Linked DNA regions of Danio rerio: regions 1 and 3 are each linked to region 2. A link is a contact called in public HiCAR-type and HiChIP or PLAC-seq data. All regions are on one chromosome and are shown on one strand. Each heading gives the region's core, a stretch centred on a gene start, on an enhancer-like site or on the middle of the called end of the contact. The rest is flanking DNA. Distances are from core to core; before and after follow the strand shown. Region 1 holds the start of wdsub1 (WD repeat, sterile alpha motif and U-box domain containing 1). Region 2 holds the start of marchf7 (membrane-associated ring finger (C3HC4) 7). Region 3 overlaps baz2ba (bromodomain adjacent to zinc finger domain, 2Ba).

What was found. HiCAR-type assays count read pairs that join an accessible place to other places. HiChIP or PLAC-seq counts read pairs in DNA pulled down with a chosen protein or histone mark.
Region 1: a contact with region 2 is called in an H3K4me3 HiChIP or PLAC-seq map of gastrula embryo, with 4 times the contacts expected there. The contact joins the promoter of wdsub1 here to the promoter of marchf7 in region 2. A contact is called at or near these places in 2 of 4 datasets of contacts at active chromatin or transcription factors (embryo and gastrula embryo).
Region 3: a HiCAR-type map of caudal fin shows a contact between it and region 2, with 4 times the contacts expected there. The contact joins the enhancer-like site here to the promoter of marchf7 in region 2. A contact is called at or near these places in 6 of 18 Hi-C or Micro-C datasets (caudal fin, embryo, hematopoietic stem cells and 1 more) and 3 of 4 datasets of contacts at active chromatin or transcription factors (caudal fin, embryo and gastrula embryo).

Annotation. Positions count from the first base shown.
Region 1 is chr6:12,967,061-12,969,760 of GRCz12tu, forward strand. It overlaps wdsub1 (WD repeat, sterile alpha motif and U-box domain containing 1), which reads left to right and starts at 1,445. Exons shown (of 12, transcript NM_001077769.1): 1 at 1,445-1,891. The coding sequence starts at 1,494.
Region 2 is chr6:12,772,565-12,775,390 of GRCz12tu, forward strand. marchf7 (membrane-associated ring finger (C3HC4) 7) reads right to left here and starts at 1,502. Exons shown (of 11, transcript NM_001114580.2): 1 at 1,452-1,502. It overlaps LOC141386193 (a long non-coding RNA gene), which reads left to right and starts at 1,652. Exons shown (of 4, transcript XR_012407683.1): 1 at 1,652-1,735.
Region 3 is chr6:12,945,174-12,947,873 of GRCz12tu, forward strand. All of the region lies in intron 25 of baz2ba (bromodomain adjacent to zinc finger domain, 2Ba), which reads left to right. Among named protein-coding and RNA genes, the nearest start is that of wdsub1, 22 kb to the right of the region's middle. Within about 2 kb of position 1,283, at least 4 of the 62 cell types and tissues checked have an H3K27ac peak or open chromatin away from gene starts, as enhancers often do. A contact at or near this core is called in caudal fin, where this site is marked.

The DNA of each region.
Region 1 (2,700 bases), core at 195-2,694, 190 kb after region 2:
TCTGAATGCACAACACATCCAACCTTAAGGCAGATGGGCTACAGCAGCTGAAGACCACACCGGTTGCCATATTTTGTCAGCTAAGAACAGGAAATTGAGGCCACAATTGGCACAGGCTCACCAAAATTGGACAATAGAGGATTGGAAAAACGTTGCCTGGTCTGATGAGTCCTGACTTCTGCTGCGACATTCGGATGGTAGGGTCAGACTTTGGCGTCAACACTATGAAAGCATGGATCCGTCCTATCAATGGTATCAATGGTTCAGGCAGGTGGTGGTGGTGTAATGGTGTGGGGGATATTTTCTTGGCATATTTAGGCTCCATTAGTACCAAGCATTGTGTCAACACCACAGCCAACCTGAGAATTGTTGCTAACCATGCCCATCCCTTGATGACCACAGTCGTCTAATCACTACCTCCTGCAGGATAACGCACCATGTCATAAAGTGTGAATCCTCTCAGACTGATTTCCTGAACATGACACTAGCCCCTTTCACACATACAGACCTTTCCGGAAAATTACCGGCAATTTTCCGGAAAGGTTGTATGTGTGAACAGGTCCTTTTTGAATATACCGGTAAAGTCGTTCCGGAAATTTTCCGGATATTTACCGGTATCACTGTGTGAAAGGGGCTACTGAGACACTGTACTCAAATGGCCTCCACAGTCACCAGAGCTCCATCCAATAGATAATTTTTAGGATGTGGTGGAACGGGAGATTCGCATCATGGATGTGCAGCTGACAATCTACAGCAACTGCGTGATGCTCTCATGTCAATATGGGACAAAATTTCTGAGGAATGTTTCCAGTACCTTGTTGAATATGCCACGAAGGATTGCAGTTCTGAACTCAAAAGTGGGTCCAACCTGGTGATAGTAAGGTGTACCTAATAAAGTGTCCGGTTAGTGTATATTGTGATTTAGAATTATTACCATCTAATTTACTTAGTACAAATAAGTGCATATGGGTCGAATATGGGTCCACATTTAATAAGCAAATACACATTTTGTTAAACCGATACCAGAAAGCGCCACAGTAAACAAAACCACGTGGTCTATATGAAAGTCACGTGACATAACCGGGAAGTGTTCGCAAGAGGTACGTTGGCTTCAAACATTATTATATAACTTACACATTACATACAGTATATCTTACATTATAACGTCAACAACGGAAATACAATACACATATCTAGAAGTATCACTAGTTAAATAAACACGATAAACGGATAATTTTATTAAAATATATGTAATATTGTAATAAGGTATGACCCGAATTAGGTGTTATAACACAGCGTTTTTCACGGCGTCAATTTTAACTTGAGAATTAAGTTTGTAAAGTAACTAAAGGTAACAAAAAACGCGTCTAGGTTTATAGTCTGTTTAAGAAATACTAAGGTCAATTGCGAATTGTTGTGGTTTCCCACCCCGTTATGTGAGAGACTTCCTCTTCCTGCGTTTAATTAAAGGGAACAGACGAGGACACATCAACATGGTGTCTCTTATTTGCACTTTACAAAGTCACCGGGACGATGTAAATTGCGTCGCTTTCTCCGGCGACCTGCTGGCGACCTGCTCCGCGGACAAGAGCATCTGTGTTTACTCCAGCCGAGACTTCAGCGAGCTGCCCTTCTCCCCGCTGTCCGGACACGGCTACGGCGTCCACTGCTGCTGCTTCAGCGCCTGCGGACAGTACCTGGCCTCCTGCTCCACTGATGCCACGACGATGGTGTGGTCGATGGACACCGGGGAGATCGAGGCCGTCCTGGAGCATCCGGGCCGCAGTCCGGTGCGGGTGTGCGCCTTCTCCCCTGACTCCTCTCACCTGGTGTCCGGAGGCTCCGACGGCTCCATCGCGTTGTGGGATTTTACCTCCAGGACGTTGCGCAGGTACACTTCGTATGCTTATTTGTGATTTTTAAATAATCATATTAGTTAATAGTTAAAATAGATAAATGATTTGTAACTTTTTATTACTGCCTGGTATTAATTTTTATGTCTAAACTGCTTTGCTTTATTTTTAAATATTGCTGACATTACCTGTCAATGGCGACTCAGCGACCCAGTGACCGTCTTGCTGTTGCCTTACAGCAAGAAGGTCGCTGGTTCGATCCTCGGCTCAGTTGGCGTTTCTGTGTGGAGTTTTCATGTTCTCCCTGCGTTCACGTGGGTTTTCCCCACAGTCCAAAGACATGCGGTACAGGTGAATTGGGTAGGCTAAATTGTCCGTAGTGTATGAGTGTGTGTGTGTGTGCGTGTGAATGTGTGTGGATGTTTCCCAGAGATGGGTTGCGGCTGAAAGGGCATCCGCTACGTAAAAAATGTGCTGGATAAGTTGGCGGTTCATTCCGCTGTAGCGACCCCGCATTAATAAAGGGACTAAGCCGACAAGAAAATGAGTTATTAATTACCTGTCAATCATTTTTATTTCTATCTATGCCATATAGACAGATTCAGTTTTACTGTAATAAATCTGGAAAATAACAGATTTAATGCTTTAAAGCTGTTTTAAAACATGTCCTTTAGTTCAAGTCAGTTTAGTATTAATTCAGTTCAGATTCAGATTAGTTTTTGTCATGTGAAAATATTAGGACACCATATGAACACCTGTGTATTTTGTACCATTTGTGAATACAACGTGAATTTTTAATCTTAGTGTTAACAATTCTGAGAGATTAAAGTAATATGAACAGTTAAAT
Region 2 (2,826 bases), core at 252-2,751:
TAATGATGCGTCACCATTTTCAAAGATTGCCTTTAGGTATTTACACAAAGCAGTAAATAGCAGTGGCATTTTTTTAAACTTGCATTTCGTAATACGTTTTCGAAAGCTCAGCACTGTTGTCTAAACTAACAGGTTAAGGTGCATAAATTTCCTGTTTTGCCTTTAAAAACATAAACATAAGCATCACCATTTCATAGAAAAATAAATAACTGAGGTAAAGTTGGTTTTATATTCACACCTTCTTTTAGTGCCAACTTGTGACACAGTCCCTATATTGCTTACCATGACACTTATTCGGTGTGAAATCGCATACGAGTATGACTTCAAAACAACATTAGCACTATTTAACTGACTGTGAACAAATGGTGTACTTGAGAGTCATTGGCTGCTAGTATGATTTCGAACTTGCAAAGAATACTTTTCTGAAAATATATTAAGGTGAAAGTCTGAATACGCGAATACAAAACAAACTTTACCTCAATGAACAAGGCACACCTATAAAAGCCACCTGAGTGCTAAAAGTGAACGTCAAGCAGAACGAGAAAAACATTAACATCAGGGTGTGTATGTAACTTAACAGAAGGCAGAAGCAAAAGAGCCAAACCCCCGTGTGAAACCCTGTGGCTTTGTTTTCCGATTATGCAACCATTGCAGGAACATTTTGTTAAGCCCAGTCTTGCACACTTAACAAAATAATAAACTAATAAAACTCAGGAGCCATTTGAAGTAAATTTTTAACTCAATTTCCCCTTTCTGAGGAGCTTACAGCTATCTTTAAACCATGTATGCGCTCTTCCTTGATTTTGAGGGATGTTCGTCACTTTGTATGTCAAACATTTGAAGTGTCAACAGGTGCAAATTCTACTGCTACAAATGTTTTGCACCCAAGTGGTGCTTTATAACGTTGACCTACTAAAATGACACCTCCAGATCGGATCTCTTGTATAAACTTGACAGGACAAACAGCATTATTTTGACTGCAAACCACAGCTACTACAAATCAATCTGGTGAGATATCAGTGATTTGCATTAGCTCAGCACAGCTCTCGGGTTACAAGCGCACCAAAAAACAAAAATGCTAGCACATGAGGTAAACGCTGTGTATCTATCTCCGACAAAGGCTCCATTAAATCAGACTGATTTAACCGAACGCATTAAAGAAAGGAGATGTTCGTGACATGCACCAGTGACCCGTTAAACTAGACGCCCTAGATTGCATGTGATCCCAGGAGTCAGAGGCATTAATAAACCAGCACTCTGCCAGATGTCTAGGCCTTGTTTTTGTTCGCTAGGACACTCCGTAACTACAGATAGAATCAAGCTCGCTAGGTTAACGGACGAAATAAATCCGTAAGCGATTACATTAGCACTTACCCAACGCAACCCGTTAAAGTGCAACCATCTAAAAGAGTTCAAATGCTCCGTTTGGCATCACTTCCTTGTGAACTCACCTCCGATTTTCCGTCTCTTCTGCCTTTAATATTAATGGCGTCCGTGTGTTGATATAGGGGGGGTCACGTGGTTTAATGTGTAAGCGGACACCGACAGGAAACGCGCGATTGATTGACAGTAGCAGCAGCCAGTGAATGACAGCGTTGCAAACACGCCCCGCCCCTGTTCTCTGAATGCGCTGACAAGATGCATGTTGCCTAAAATTATACATGTGTTCAGTGGTAAAACTCCAAAACAAAATTAGAGGTGCCGTTCAGACATCTTCATTGACTTTATCCAGCAGGTCAGTGTCATGAACTGGAAAGATAAAGTCTTATAAATATGTTGTTAATCTAAAGATTTCGCTGAATCTTCTTTAGATTTATTGTTTTTTATATTAACATTTTTGCTAACGTTGTTACATTTCGTGTAATACATTCAATGCAATGTAATGCATTATAAATCATAAAAGTGTATTATAAATTATAAATCATATATCCTACTCACAAAAAAAAAACTTCTTTAATCTGAGAAATGTCGCTAAATTGGTATGCTATCCATCATAGACGCAGAAAAGCTAGTTCATGCTTTAATGACTTCTATGCTGGATTACTGTAATGCACTGTTCACTGGTTGTCCAGCATCCTGTATTAATAAAGTTCACTTCAATAGTACTTTGCATCGTTTGGGAAATGAACGATGTAGTGACCAGTGTTTCCCCAAAATAGTAGTTTCTCTGTCGCAGATCCATCGTTTAAACCACGTTAGTTATACCTCCATATTGACGCTCTAAATAGCGTGAAGTAACAACTTCATTAGAGAAGAACCCCACCATTTTTTTGTGCAAATTATATTGTTTTACAAACACACGCATTTAAAAAAAAATCCAATATTATTTTTAGTAAAAACATACACTCGTTTTCCATATTAATTGAAATATATGTAAAAATATGTAAAATGTATAGGGCCAATGTTTCCTTTTACAATATTATTAAGAATATTGTGTAAAGCGATTTGAGTGCCCAGAAAAGCGCTGTATAAATGTAAGGAATTATTTTTTATTATTACTAATATTCTATTCTAAACCACAAAATGACTTAGCTAAAACGTATTTTAATCTTTATTGAAAAATTTAATTGAATAAATCATCTATATAAAAGTCTACTCTTACAATTTGACACATTCAAACCACTGCAGAAATGTTCTAACCAACAGGCCCATGTCATATACAGTACAGATACATTTCTTAATATATAACCTACTATAAATTAAAACAATCAACGTTTGCTATATATTTTTGTTTTCACAAGCTTTGTAGGCGTAATGGAAATTCTGCAATAGATCACCTGTAGCTTTTGTCATGAGCCACGGCTGCATTCAAACTGGCATAAACGT
Region 3 (2,700 bases), core at 33-2,532, 170 kb after region 2:
ACTACAAAAAATACACCCGGGTTAATGATGTCATAAACCCTTCAAGTTACACACACACACACACACACACACACCCCACACAGTGAAGGGGCGTAGCCAGAGGCGCTGTAATGATATAACTGAGACGCTTCTTGGTGATGTGGAGCTGATCTGCAAATCACAGAACATTATGTTAGCTGACCAATCAGAGCCTCTTGAGGGCAGGTCTTCAGAGGAACTAGGAAAAATGACGTCGTTTTCATGTTAGCTGAATAGCTGTATATAACTAAAGTAAGATATATGAAAAAAGTGTGATTTTCTACAAATAAAGCATTAGCACACATTGCTTTGCAACCCATAAACACAACCAGCCTTAAAAATACTCTGGACCACCCCTTTAAGTTGCCTTAGTTACTATGCACTCAAATTTAAATGAATCATTTGATACAGTGCACATTTTGAACAATTATGTACTTGTAATTACATCTGTAATAAATTTTTGTTATTCCACTGTTGACCATATCTCACATCTTAAAGGGATAGTTCACACAAAAAAATGTAATTCTATCATTTATGGAAATGTACTCTCTTTTAAGTGGTTTTAAACCTTTATTAGTTTCTTTATTCTGTTGAACACCAAATAAACTATTTGAGGAAAGCTGAAAATCTGTGACTATTGACTTCAATAGTATGAAAAACAAATACTATGGATGTCAATGGTTACAGGTTTTCAGGATTTTTAAACACAATACATACATTGTACTATTTTGTATGTAAGTACACAGCAGTTAAGGTCACTTAATATAAAGTTCCGATCAAAGTGTATTTCAAGCTTAGTCTTTTAAGGGCTGTTCACACTAATCATTCAGACCACAGCTATAACAAAGAAAGATGTCGAGAAATTATATCATTGGAATCAGTTTCAGTTTTGCAGCTAATGACAAAACACGAACTGCCAGTCAGGATCTGTCGAAATATAAAGTGCTAGTGCAATTTAAAGGAACAGACAGTATTATGAGAAGCTCACTGCTTGATGTTAAGCCTTCTTTTCAAAGATTATTTAGAGATAATGATCTTGAAAACAATTGGTTATTCCATGGGAGGGAATGATGAAGATTTACATGGAAGTTATGCAAGCCAAGCTAGCAGATTGATGATTGTGCTGGTTTTGAAATCTATTCGAGTTGCCTCTTTGGGAAAGTAATTTGTGTTATTTCCTGCTAAATTCCTGGTTTTATTGGATTGATTCCACATCACTAGCTGGTTTCAACACTCAGAAACTTAGGCACACTGTGGACATCTGCTGGTTACAAGGGGGCAATGCAAAAAGAAAAGCATGAACTAAAAATAAACAGATTGTTATCATTTGCTGTGTGTACAACTCTAGTTACTGTTATATTTATAGTTACTGAGCTTGGTGTGAAAGGCTTTTAACATGATAAAGTGTCAAGCAATTAATCTCTGACCAGCTGCTACAGTAACTCTCAAGTAATGCAAAACAAGCCAGTCTCACTTTAAATTAATTGACCTTAACTTTAAAATAAGTACAAAATTTTCACTACCTGACAAAAGTCTTGTCCTCAATCCCATATGTAAGAGCAACGAATAATAACTTATAGTTGATAATTTGGAAAAGTGGCAGAAGGTAGATCTGTAGAACTGCATCACAAATACTGCAAAAGACCTATTGAAACCCACATAGACCCAAGATTCTCATAGAAACCAGTCAAGTTTGGTGAAGGAAAAGTCATGGTTTTGGGGTTGCATTCAGTATGAGGGAGATCTGCAAAGTGAATGGCATCATCAACAGCCAGAGGCATTAAGACATTTGTGCTGCGCATTACATTACAATTCACAGGAGAGGGCAAATTCTTCAGAGCATAGCACTCCTTCTCATAATTCAGCCTCCACATCAAAGTTCCTAAAAAGCAAAAAGTTCAAGGTGCTCCCGGATTGGCCAGCCCAGTCACCAGATATGAACATTATTGAGCATGTCTGGGGTAAGATGAAGGAGGAGGCATTAAAGATCAATCCAAATAATCTTGATAAACTCTGGGAGTCCTGCAAGAACAGTTTCTTTGCCATTCCAGTTATTTGAGTCACTGCAGAGATGTATGGATGCAGTCCTCCAAGCTCATGGGAGTCATGCACAATATTAATTCTTTTTCCACTGCACCATGATTTTATATTTTATACTGTACATTATTTCGAGTTAAGTGACAAGACTTTTGTCTAAGCGAAGTCAGACCTTACTGTCCTAATTAAATAATCAAAATCAAAGCATTATCATATTTTTTTGGTAAAATAAGCATAATCTAAAGGCCTTTGCCCTTCATATTAGCCACTTCTGAAAGTAAAAGATCAACTAGAAGTCAAATTATTATTTGTCGATCCTAAAACTTGGATAGGTGAAAAGAATTTTATCAGGTAGTGTATATATTTTGAAAAGTATGTATTTTGAATAGGAATTGATACTAATTTTAAGTGAAAATATAAGCTGAAGTATAATTTAGTAGGCTAATAAATAATACATTATTTAATTGCTCTGTCCGGGTGTGTTAACAGTAAAATCAAAATGTTTTATAACTGTCATTTAATCTATAATTTAATCAAACTTCATTTACCTTGTTGGTTGTTGGTGATAATACCACATGTTGTGTATTGTTGATCCATTCAGATTTACCACAAGAGAAATTTTGTCATTATGACAGCCCTATGTTA